Regions from separate parts of the Sus scrofa genome. Here region 2 is linked to region 1. A link is a contact called in public HiChIP or PLAC-seq data. All regions are on one chromosome and are shown on one strand. The core of a region is the stretch at or near the end of the contact, and the rest is flanking DNA. Distances in the headings are between cores, read along the strand shown.

Region 1 (6,150 bases), core at 1,129-3,628:
GAGGGCCGATGCCCTTCCCTGCCCGGCGGACGTTTGTGTTACACAGGCCCTAAGTGAAGGCCCTTCGGTGAGAAGTGCTGTGAAGACTCGGCGGCTTTCAGTGCTTCTGCAGCACCCCCCTTGTCTTTGTTGTTGCGTCTAGACCCTTCTAGATGGTTTTTCGTTGGAAGACGTAAAATGAAGCCTGGGTGTCATTCCTTCTCTGTCTCGGGGTAGTGGGTACCGTCGCTCTGGAGCCAGGCTGCCCTGATTTAAATGCCTAACTCTCAGGAGCTGTGTGATCTGGGTGAGTTCCGGAAGCTGTCTGTGCCTTGGCTTCCTTGTTGCTCAAGTGAAGGAGCGTAAAGTATGTTAACTCTTGCAAAGCTTTTAGACCTGCTCCTCCAGCCGCACGTCCTCCAGCCATGCTCCCAAAGCCAAGCGGGAGAACCAGAGGAGCAGAGTTTGGGGTGAGTTGGTCTAGCCTGGCAGGCACCCCCCACTGCCAGCAGGGGTGCCAGGTCTGGGTTTGCCAGAAGTTCCAGCCGATGGGCGCGGACCCTGGACCACAGCTGCTCACGAGCACTGTGTCACACAGGCACGCACCATCACTTCCAGTTGATTGTTTGCTTGTCGATGAAAATATTTCCTCTAATTCAGCACCAACTACATATGTGAGTCACGTGTACATTTAAATTTTCAAGGAGCCATATGAAGAAAGTAAAAAAAGTGAAATTAATTTTAATAATGTGTTCTATTTAATCCAATATGTCCAATATATTATTTACACGTGTAATTAATATAAAGAATTTAAGGAGTTCCTGTTGTGGCACAGCAGAAATGAATCCGACTAGGAACCATGAAGTGGCGGGTTCCATCCCTGGCTTCGCTCAGTGGGTTAGGGATCCGGCGTTGCCATAAGCTGTGGTATAGTTCGCAGATATGGCTTGGATCCTGCGTTGCCGTGGCTGTGGTGTAGCCCAGTGGCTACAGCTCCAATTAGACCCCTAGCCTGGGAACCTCGATATGCCACGAGTGCGGCCCTAAAAGGACAAAAGACAAAAAAAAAAAAAAAAAAAAAAGGAATTTAAAATGAGATACCGTATGGAGTTCCTCTCATGGCTCAGTGAGTTAAGAACCCCACTGGTATCCAGGATTTGATCCCTGGCCTCGCTCAGTGGGTTGGGGATCCAGCGTTGCTGTGAGCTGTGGGATAGGTCACAGACGTGGCTTGGATCCCGAGTTGATGTGGCTGTAGTGTAGCCTGGCAGCTGTAGCTCCAGTTCGACCCCTAGCGTGGGAACCTCCATGTGCTGCAGGTGCGGCCCTAAAAAGACAAAAAAAAAAGTGATACTCCATTCTTTGCAGCTTTTTGTCACCATGGATTTTCTTGAAACCTAGAAGTACCCTGTTGAGAGGGCTTGGCCATGTGATGTGTTCTTGCTGAGGGTTCTTGGGCTCGGCGTGGGGGGACCCTCGCAATTCGCACAGTTGTGCTCGAGGTGAAAGGTGGGGAGCCAGCCGGGGCCTCGCTCTCCGGCAAGGAGATGGAGGAGGGGGCTACTGTCTGGGGGCGTCACGTCCAGGCCTCCCTTGTCAGCATCTTGATGGTGACCGGGCTGGCCCCGCGCCCCAGTGTGGCTCTCGTCACTTGGTTTGGCGGGTTCATCCCGTGTGGCTGCTGCTCTGCTCTCCTTGTGTCCCCGCCTGCCCCCTCCCATGACTGTCACAGTCACAGCCGGAGGAACTAGGTGAGCGGAGGGGAGGTGGCAGGGAGAGGCCCTTCCATCTGCCGCGGATCCCCCCAGCTGAGTTGGGGGGTCCAGTGCTGGACCGCAAGCTGCACCCCTTTAGGGAATAGCGCACCAGGGATGTGGACCAGGCAGCCCCGCCCAGCCCTTGCCCTGCGGGCCAAGGATGGAAGCAACTGACCCAAGATTCAAGGTCACTGCTCGGCAGCAGGGCTGGTGGGGCCCCCAGGCCCTTTTGCCTCACGGTGGCCTCCTGTCAGGTCACAGAGGAGAGGCGGGCTAGGTGATCTGCCAGCCCTGTGCCCCTCGGCTGCAACCCACCGCCGTGGTGCCGGGATGTGTCACCAGCAGATGTCAGGCTGTTCCCCTCACCCCATCCTGGCGTTTTAGGTAGGAGCTGTTTTTGTAAGCATGTTTTTTTTTTTTTTTTTGGTTTGTGTTTTGTCTTTGTGCTGAGTAATGCGGAAAGGCTATAAACATACACGTACTCTTGGCAAACATGTGGCACAGAGTAAGGCCCCTCTCAGCCAGCAGCCCGGGTTGCTGGCTTCTTCGCAGCTCCACCCCTCAGCCCACAACCAGCCTTGAATTAGGGAGACCGTCCCCTCCCCTCACCCCCACTTAGAGAGGAGACTGCGGTGGAGCCGCCCAGGAAGGAGCGTCCTGTTGTTGCAGCAATAAACCCCAGATCTCCTCCAGCCCCTGCTTGTTAACCTTTGTCCAGAGAGCCAGTGGGGAAGCTCCGATGGCCTGGGCTGGCAGGCCGTTGGTGACATCTGGGCTGGGATGTCCTGAGCCCCTCTAGCCAACCCGGAGGAGAGAGGGGCTGTCGTCCTGCAGCGCTCCCATTCTCTCCCAGCCTGTCCCTCTGGGGGGACACGCCGTCCTGAACCCTCCCATCCCTTCCTGGGCCCCCTGTCCCCTGCTGGCTGTGACCCTTGGGCTGTGCCACTCGCAGTGGGTCCTGAGCCACACAGCAGCCCTTCCAGAGCCGTTATTGCCCTTCACTGGTGCAAAGAGCTGGGATCTAAACCTGCCTCTGTCCTGCTTCCCCCGGGGCCACCTTTCCCGTTCAACGCCCTGCTCTGTTGGGTGTTCCGCCAGCGTTCCCTAGTCTGGTCTCTTGTGGGGCCAGGGCGCTCTCTGCCTGGCTGGCGTTTGTCCCGAGGTGGTGTCTGCCTGGCTTGCTGCTTCCCTTCTTGATGCTGAGCCAGTGGCGGGCAGGCCTTGGGCCCCCAGCCCAGGGCCAGCCTGGCAGGTACCAATGACCAGGGCCCTCCCTGCCTTGTAACCGGCTCAGGAGCCCTGTCAGGCCTGGAGGTCGCTCAGGGAGCCCTGGCCTGTATCACACTGCTCTGTCCCCTCCAGGGCCCGGTGGAGCCCCCTCCCAGCCTGGCAGTCCTGCTGCCCCGGGCAGCAGAGGGCACAGGGGGGCTGTGGGCTGTCCGGCACCTGAGGTGAGCTTTGCAGCCCCTGGAGCAGAGCAGGAGGGGGCTGAGCTTCTCTCTCCCAGGCCCTTGCCTCCCTCCGCCTCGCCCCCTGGCTCGGGCCCCGCCTGGGGTGACTGGGAGGAGGGCGGCAGTGCGTCAGTTTCTCTGTCCTCCTCCCTCCTCGAGGGGTCAGAGCTGGGTCAGAGCTGAGAGGTTCTCAGAGCACAGTGTCTGCCTTCTGGCGCGTGCTTCTGACCCTCAGTCGGCTCAGGCCCTAAACCCCGCCACCTGCCCCAGGGCATGTGGGCTCGGCCAGGTTCCAGCGCAACTGTGTGACCCTTGCCTGGTGATCGTGGGCCTCTGTGGGCACGGTGGTGGGGGGCAAGGCCCCATGCAGGTCAGAGGCAGTCAGTTGGGTCCAGTTTGGGGGCACCAGGGCCAGAAACATGGAGACCCTGACTCAAGTCCAAACAGCTTAACACAGACCCCCTGAGGGGCAGGGGCTCCGGGAGGCCCGGTAGGGAATCCTTCTCTGTCTGCAAGAGAAAATCCATCCTGGAGAGTAAGGGGCCATCCAGCCCTCTCATCTCTTGGTCCTGAAAGCCAGGGTGGATGGAGTTCCCCAGCAGCCTGGTGGTTAAAGGTCCAGCATTGTCACTGCTGTGGCTTGGGTTCCATCCCTGGCCTGGGATCTTTTGGGAGTGGGAGGAGGAGGAGGAGGCTCTTGTGAAGCCGGTATTGGGTGCCTTGGCCATTGCCCCAGCCTTTCCTTCCCAGGGCGCCCCTGCACTTGATCGAGGGTAAAACATGTCTTTGGCAAGCAGGGCGCAGGTCCTAGCAGTGCCCGGGGCAGCCGAGCTGGGAGTGGGCTGTGCACGGGGCTCCTCTGCTCTGAGCAGGAGAGGACGGGCTGGGTGATGCTGAGTTGGCACCCAAGAAACATCATGTATCTGAAAGAACGTGCCATGTGCCAGGGCCTCGATGGGGTTTCTACTGGGCGCCCCAGCGTGGAGGGACGGCGGGGCGGGGGTGGAGCGCTGCGGCGTGCCTGGCTGCCTCCATAGGCCCCGCGAGACACTGTTTTACTGGAGTCGTGATTTTATTATCAACATTGCTGGCGTAGTGTGTTTTTAAACTGCTCAAACGTGCCACCCCACACTCCAACACTTTGTTTGTGCTGCAAATGTCGCATGATTGACAGCTCTTGCTGCGGGTGCTGGGGAGCTGCAGGGTTCTGAGCTGAGGGTGGCAGGATCAGATCTGGTGTTCTCAGAAAGAACAGAACTGAAAAGAGGCACAGAGCTGTTAAGGAATTTGCCGAAGGTTGCTCCCCTCACAGTGGCAGAGGCTGGACCTGGACCTCGGAAATGTGGTCTCAGATTCTGTGGGCTGAGCCTGCATATGCTGCAGCACTGTGCCAAAGATAAAGCTTTTCAAAATACAGGAGGGGAGTTCCCACTGTGGCTCAGTGGTAATGAACTTGACTAGTATCCTTGAGGATGCGGGTTTGATTCCTGGTCCCACACAGTGGATTAAAGCTCTGGCGTTGCCCTGAGCTATGGTGTTGGTCGAAGTACGGCTCAGATCCAGAGTTGCTGTGGCAGTGGTGTAGACCAGTAGCTGCAGCTCTGATTTGACCCCTGGCCTGGGAACCTCCATATGCCACAGGTGTGGCCCTAAAAAGCAAAATGAAAAACAAAAAAACAGAAAAAGGAAGTTCCCATTGTGGCACAGCGGAAATGAATTCGACTAGGAACCACGAGGTTGCGGGTTTGATCGGTCAGTGGGTTAAGGATCTGGCGTTGCCGTGACCTGTGGTGTAGGTCACAACGTTGCTCGGATCTGGCGTTACTGTGGCTCTGGCGTAGGCCGGCTGTAACAGCTCCGATTAGACCCCTAGCCTGGGAACCTCCATATGCCACAGGTGTGGCCCTAAAAAGACAAAAAAAAAAAAAGAGAGAAAAATTAAAGATATTGTCCAATCTTGGGATAAGAGGGATCCTTTTAAGCCAGACAGGAAACCCAGAATTTATAGAGGGAAGGAATGATAGATTCCCCCCCACCCTGGGGAGTCTTTTATTTTGCAAAATGACCACCTTGAAATATTTCAGGGTTAACACTCAGCCCGTTTGCTTTCTCTCTTTCTCACATACACGTTTTTGGCGGAGGCGATGGGCTGTAGTTGTAGCCGTGATGCCCCCCCCCACCCTGCGTGCCCCCAGCACTTCAGCAGTCAGACCTTCCCCCTAAAATAATACCAGTGTCACAGCTAAGAAGATGAGCGGGAATTCTCAGCCATCACTGAAAAGCTCATCCATAACCAAATGTCCTTACTTTTTTCCCCAAATAGCTTTTTTTTTTTTCCCCACACCTGCGCCATGCAGAAGTTCCTGGGCCAGAGATTGAACTTTCACCACAGCACTGGCTCCAGCCACAGCAGTGGCCACCACGCCAGATCCTTAAGTGGCTGAGCTACCAGGGAACTCCCCAAATGTCTTATATAACATTTTTATTTTTCCAAACCAGAATGGTACAGGAACTCAAACTCTTGAGGAATCTGGGCCAGGTTTCTTTTTATTTCTTTTTTTTTTTTTTGTGGCCGTATCCATGGCATGTGGAAGTTCCCAGGCCAGGGATCAAACCCACGCCCTGGCAGTTGCTGCAGTGACACACTGCTGGATCCTTAACCCGCTGCATGCACCACAAGGGACCTCTGGGGCTGGGTTTCTTAGAAGGTCATGCTCCAATTTGGGTGCTGCGGCCGCTGTTTAACTTGTTCCTCTCTCCCCCTGCTGCCCGTGACCCGAAGTGAGGTCCAGGGGCTTGATGAAATCCAGGTTAAACCCAGGAATCCCTCTGACTGTGTAACATCAGGCCCCGCTGGTAGTGATATTAAGGAGACCTGGAATCCTGGAGGTCGGTTGCCTCTGCCTTTGTCATTCACAGGTAATCTGTGGGGTGAACCACTGCAGCTCGGAAATAAACTGCTC
Region 2 (6,150 bases), core at 1,867-4,366, 39 kb before region 1:
CCCCACCCGGAGGGCTGGAGGGATGGCAGATGCGAGGATATCGGAAGATCCTTTTGAGCTGGTCGTCAACGTCGTTGCCGGGAAAGAGAGGCCGGCCGGCATTGGCCAGCTCTGGGGGGAGAGGAGCCGACATGAGAAGAAGCCTCGCTCCCATGGCACCCTCTGGACCTTCCAGCCCCCCCCGGGGGGCTCCTCGGACCCTGTCTGTCCCCTCAAACGGGAGAGAGTGCCTCTGCAGACCCCAGCACGTCACCTGCGAAGATGCAGCCGGCCGACCACATGTCGATGGATGTGGAGTAGAGCTTGGCCCCAAAGAGGACATCCGGCGGGCGGTACCACAGCGTGACCACCTGGAGAAGACCCCACCCGCGGGGACCCCCGATTAGAGGGCCGGGGAGGAGTCCGGGCCTGGGGGCTGAGGGATGCTGGGTGGGGACTCCGTCAGCCCGTGTCCCAGCCCGCTTCCCCTGGAGCTCACCTCAGCCGAGTAACAGCGAACAGGGATGCCAAAGGCTCGAGCCAAACCAAAATCTGCCAACTTCAGCTCCCCGTTCTGAGGCAGACGCAAGGGCCAGGGAGAGGGCTCTTCAGTGGCCTGGTGGCAGGTCCTGCACTCCCACCTTCCCGCCCAGCTCCCCTCGTCCCGAGCCAGCCTGTGGCTCCGCCCTCCGAGGTCCTACCCTCTCCCCAGAGGTACCCTGTTTATGAGCAGGTTCTGAGGCTTCAGGTCCCTGTGTAGCACATTTCGGCTGTGACAGAATCCCAGGCCTTTTAGCAGCTGGAAAAGGAATGACTGGGGGCGGGGGACAGGCGGGGAGGTCACCGGACCCTCTGGGTAGGAAGCCCGCCCAGCCCCGCATCACCACACGTACCGCACCCCTCTTCGCCCTCCGCGCTGCCTTGAAGCCCCCTGGTCTTAGAGCCCCAAGATCAGCGCGACATCACCCTTTACTCTCAGGGAGCTGCTCTGCTCTGTGCTGGGCACGAAAACAGTGGACGGGGGCCCTGGTCCCCATCTTTCTGGAACTTTTTTTTTTTGTCTTTTTAGGGCCACACCTGCGGCATATGGAGACTCCCAGGCTAGGGGTTTAATTGGAGCTGTAGCCACCGGCCTACACCACAGCAACGCGGGATACGAGCCGCGTCTACAACCTACACCACAGCTCACGGCAATGCCGGATCCTTAACCCACTCAGCGAGGCCAGGGATCGAACCCGCAACCTCATGGTTCCTAGTCGGAGTTGTTTATTCGTTTCCACTGTGCCACGACGGGAACTCCTCAGCGGGCCTTTCCCCCGTTCTAGCCCGCGTTAATCCCTCCTCCGCCTGGCCTCACTGAACTCGGACGGGCAGAAGCTTCAGCGTGTGTATTGCTGTATGTTATTATTCAGCACTTCTTTCCCCGGAACCTGGGACAAGGCACCTGGTCTTGGACCTAGAACAGTGCCTGACACACGGCAAAGCATCCGAGAAGTGTTTGCTGCTTGAAAGAATCTCTCGGAAGCTCATTTCCCCATCCCTCAAATGTAAATCCCATCACTGACATCAGAATGTCACTGTCAGGCCAAAGAGACCACGTGAAAACACTTGCTTAAGACACGGAGGCCCTGGAGGCAGAAACGGCATTTTCTCCTTCCCTCCTCCAGGGAGCGTCGGTGTGCCCCTTGGCTGTGCACCTGTGCAGGGCCCGAACTCAGCGCTCAGAGAGCATGTTCACTGAATATGGACTCCAACCCCAGCCTCAGAGGATTCCCAGGACGCCCGTTCCCTCACCTTCACAATTTCAGGATCTAGGTCACCATTGCAGCTGTCGAAATACTTCTTAAGATCCTAAAAAGGGATGGGGGTGGGGGAACCAGAGTTTAACAAACCTCAGTCTGGGTCCCTCTGCCGTCCCAGGGGTGCTGTCCCTCAAGCCCCCCTTTCACCTGGTCACAGAACTCGAAAACCAACGTCAGCTTCTTGTCGCTATGCAGGACATCATGGAGCCTAGGAAGAGGGGAAGGCTCAGCCAGGCGGGGCCACCAATTTGCACTTAATATCCCCATATCAGCCAGCCCATCTCTGAAGCCCCCCACCTCCTCCAACCAAGCCCGCAGGCAAGGCAGACCCCGCCCATTGACGCACCTGACAATGTTCTTGTGCTTCAGCTCTTTGAGGAGGCAGATTTCCCGAAGGGCAGAACTTGGCACTCCCTACACATTGGAGGGGACCAGATGAGCAACAATCATGTGACACCCAGCCGAGGCCCTCAACCCCTCCCTGGCCCCAATGCCCCAGTCCTACCTCATCATCGTCATCCAGCCTCACCCGTTTCAGAGCCACAATCTCATGAGTCTCCCGGTTTTTGGCCTTGAACACTGTTCCATAGGTGCCTAGAGGCAGGAGGTCCGTGGTGAGGGAAAGGATGCGGCGCCCTTCCCCAACCAAGGAAGTCCCTCCGGGAGAGCGGGCAGCGTGGGAGTGTGTTATTTCTGCTGCCAGGAGGAGTAAGGGGGAGAGATTCAGGGTGAGGGCTGGGCATGGATGAGCTTTGTGAGTGGGGATGTGGCAGAGAGGTGTCTGCAGATGATTCAAGGGTGTCTGCGAAGGGGAGGGGAATGGCTTGCCAGAGTGAGGTCCCCAGTAAAGGCCGAGCTTCTGGAAGGTCTGGAAATAGTGAGCAAAGGTTTGGGAGAGAGATGAGGGCCGGCAGGAACATTGAGGTTGGAGGTTTACAGCAAGAACTGAGGCTGGTGAGGTTCTGCAAGTGGTGCCGAGGAGAGGGTAGGAAATGCAGGAGGGGCAGAGGTTGGGAGGGCGGTCTCCAGGGAGTGCTAAGCTCGGGAGGGGGTCATCTATGGGATTTGCTAATGGGGAGGATTGGTGTCTGCACGGAGTGTTGAGCTAGGGACCAGGGCTGCAGCTGAGGTCGGAGTCTGTGGGTATGGCTGACGGTAGGAGAGCCAGGGCTGCAAGGAATGGTGAAGGGTCTGCAGAAGAAGATCTTGCAGGAACAGCTCGTGGCCCCATTACCTTCCCCAATCTTCTCCAGTTTCTCGTATTTCTGCATCGCGGCAGCCGCGCGGGGACCCTTGCGGGCCCTGGTTCTAAGACTCCGGGCCGGCGGTGCAGAGGAGGCGGCACCCCAGCCTCCGGCCCTGCCCCGCCCTCCTGCCTGTGCATGGGTTTCTGGGGCTTGTAGTCCTAGGAAGCAGGTTTCCCAGTAACGTCCGGGGTCTAAAACAACAAGAAGACTACAACCCCCAGCAGGCTGCGTTCAGGCTCTATGCAGCACTCGCCTCCCGGGACTCCTGTTCGACCGCGGAGGCGAACCTTGGACTTCAAGACCCAGAAAGCATCGCGTGTCCGCTTTCCCGGCTCCCCGCCGTCGCACGCGGCTCCCAGTGTGCCCCGCTCGTGTTATTTCTTTCAGTGATTACAACCTTCTTTCGAAAAGGATTTCTCCAGGACTACACGTTCCAGAATGCAGCGGGGGTGTAGGGTGGGGCGCTTTCTAACGTTGGCGGCCTGCTTCTGGAGACCAGGTGGCCCTGCTCTGACCCGGTTGATGATGTCGAGGTCCCAACGATCCCCTGACAATCTCAGCACGAGTTTCCACTTATCCCTAAGGCCATCCGGTGACCTCAGGTGTGATTGGGGAGTGGCTCTGAGCCAAGTCTTGCTGCTGATGACTTCACAGGGACCAGCTGACCGCAGGGCTGGAAAGAGAAGCAGGTGTGACCCATTGGAGACTGGGTTTATCTTACGTCAGAGACTTCTCTCTCCTCTGGGCCCCGTTTGTTGTTGCAGAGCCCGCCCAACTCCAGTTTTTCTCTACATTCGCTGATATCCGGAGGCAAGCTGGCTGGAGCACTGGGAGTTCCACCCCCCACCCCCCACCAGTCTGCAGAGCTGGGGTCCGCAGGAGTCGGCCAGGGTGTGGCCGAGGGCTGGCAGGTTGGTTACTGCCCTCAACAGACAGAATCACAGACAGATGCTACACTTGAAGCAGCCTTGACCTCATCCCTTAAGGAGTTGATTATAGATTTTCTTGCGGCTTCTCTCTAATTGTCTCATGATTGCATTCTTGAGGTCTGTGAACTGGACGAAAACTGCCCCAAACAGCACTCCTAAAGTTGGTGCTAAACATTTGTTAATTAACCCGTTTATGTCTTAACGTTTTTCTGCATACACAATGCTGTACTTTACCCGGTAGTTGACTAAAGAAGAGAAGCCAAACATATATTGCTTATCTGGAAAAATTTATAATTTATTTGAGAAAACCAGAAGTACACACAGATCTTTAAATGACAGGTGATGACTATGAATAGGGTTTGAGGAGGGAGGTCCCTCCAGGGAATCTCTCCCAGGCAGAAGTTCCTCGGGTTTGGAAAGCCTGCGTCAGCCAAGGGTAACGGGCACCCGGGCTCCAGCCGTCATCACCCCTCTGGTCCCGCTCCCCGTCCTCTTGGCGAAGACAGGGTCTTTCTTGGAGACACTGGGGATACTCGGAGTGGGAGGCGGGGGCCAACTGCGGGCGCGAGAGAATCCTGACCCCCGATGCATTTATATTTCAACTTCCTCGGCCCCAAATTTCCTGATCATCTTTGTGCCTCAATTTTCCTGCCCGAGATCCCCTCTTTTCCGCCCAGAGGTGCCTCATCGGCCCAAGAGACGGCGTCCTCCGGGCGCCCGAGCCCCGTGCGGGGAAGGCCGCCGCTGCAGACTCGCAGGGCCGAGCAGAGCAGCAGAGGGGGCGGCCTCCCACGCTCTGGGCTTCTAGAGCGGGGCCGTGCCTGGAAGCGCGCCTCCGCCCCCGGGTCTTGGCCCCCGCTCCCCGCCTCCTAGCCCGCTGCGCCGGGGCCGCGCACGGTGCGCCGGGGGGCGCGCACGCAGGGGGCTGGCCTGCCCGCGACGCGGGGGAAAGTTGAGTTGGGAGAAGTTTGAGCGGCGGGGGCGCGCCCCAAGGTGGGCACGGGGAGGTCGCCGGGCGCGCGCGAGGGCGCCAGAGGCCGGGGAGAGACCCCGAGACCCCAGAACCACAAAGTCCAGAGGAAGCGGGTAAGCAGAGAGGTGGCGGCGGGGAGGGCCAGGGCCGCGGAGGGAGGAAGGGAGGGGGAAGGAAAGGGGGGAACTCGGGACTCGGAGCGGGGAGGGAGTGGAAGTGCAGGAAAGGGCGGAGACTGAGGCGCGGGGAAGCGAGGTCTTGGGGAGAAGGATGGGGAGGCGAGCCGAGTGATCGCTGGTCGGAAGCGAGATCCAGGGTCCGCTTCTTAGAGTTCCCTAAGCAAGGGTGCCGCGCCCCCTGCCACCAGGAGGGGGTAGTCGCTGGGAGGCGCTGCCAGCCCTCCCAACTCCTGGGCGGGCTCCAGACACCCCTCCCCGGCGACCCCCTACTCTATTCAGGCCCGTCCAGCGAGCCCTGCCTAGCGGTTGCCCCAAGTCTCTGCCTCCGATCTCCGGGTTGGGAGGCAGAGGCGGGAAGGGGGGTGGCGGGTCAGGTCAGGACAAGGGATCCGGCAGAAAAAGGAGCAGCTGGGTGGGGATGGAAAAGGCGAGCCCGGAGCGATCGACCTGACTCCTGGGGGGCTGGCTTGTCTGGGTGGGGAGCTCTGCGCTGGGTGTGGGTGGCGGCGCTGTCTGCAATCCAGGGTCCACTTTACCCTCCTCCGTCCACCCCCAATCCCCGCCAGCCACACACCGGAGAGCTGTGGAATGTGCGAATTCACTTGGGAGGTGGTTAATGCCCATGTGGGGGTCCGGAGTGCTAATCCCTTGGGCTGGGGGAGAGACGCTAATCCTCCGGGCCGGTCAGGGCTGGTCCCCGGAATGTGCCCCCACCCCGGATTATCGGCACCGATGCTCTGGACAGAAGTTGCTTTGTGTTCTGCGACGGCGGGGGAGGGGGCGGGGGAGGGACGGAGGTAAAGGGAGGAGGGGAGGATGGAGGAGCACACTGAGGGCACAGCCTGGAGGTGGGAGCCGGGCATCTGCAGGTGCTCAGGACACTCCTTCCCAGACCGGGTCTCCTCCCTCGGTGCCCCTTCCCCACCCGGGACGTGCCCTAGCGGAGGGCCTGCTAGGGGGAGGTGAAGGCTGTGGTCAGCTGAGTTGGGATGCCGGCCAGGAATGTGTCACTCCAGGCTCCCCACCCTGGACTGACCCCCG

What was found. HiChIP or PLAC-seq counts read pairs in DNA pulled down with a chosen protein or histone mark.
Region 2: a contact with region 1 is called in an H3K27ac HiChIP or PLAC-seq map of alveolar macrophages. The contact joins the promoter of CDK5 here to the enhancer-like site in region 1. A contact is called at or near these places in 2 of 5 promoter capture datasets (fetal liver and liver), 6 of 47 Hi-C or Micro-C datasets (embryonic fibroblasts, epiblast stem cells, heart right ventricle and 2 more) and 1 of 2 datasets of contacts at active chromatin or transcription factors (alveolar macrophages).

Annotation. Positions count from the first base shown.
Region 1 is chr18:6,123,734-6,129,883 of Sscrofa11.1, reverse strand. The region is part of intron 3 of AGAP3 (arf-GAP with GTPase, ANK repeat and PH domain-containing protein 3); the gene reads left to right. Among named protein-coding and RNA genes, the nearest start is that of TMUB1, 16 kb to the left of the region's middle. Within about 2 kb of position 2,378, at least 22 of the 83 cell types and tissues checked have an H3K27ac peak or open chromatin away from gene starts, as enhancers often do. A contact at or near this core is called in alveolar macrophages and fetal liver, where this site is marked.
Region 2 is chr18:6,163,931-6,170,080 of Sscrofa11.1, reverse strand. It overlaps CDK5 (cyclin dependent kinase 5), which reads right to left and starts at 3,116. Exons shown (of 12, transcript NM_001044621.3): 1 at 3,016-3,116; 2 at 2,287-2,375; 3 at 2,128-2,195; 4 at 1,929-1,989; 5 at 1,774-1,830; 6 at 698-793; 7 at 479-553; 8 at 254-350; 9 at 42-111. The coding sequence starts at 3,052. SLC4A2 (anion exchange protein 2) reads left to right here and starts at 3,459. Exons shown (of 23, transcript XM_021078861.1): 1 at 3,459-3,939.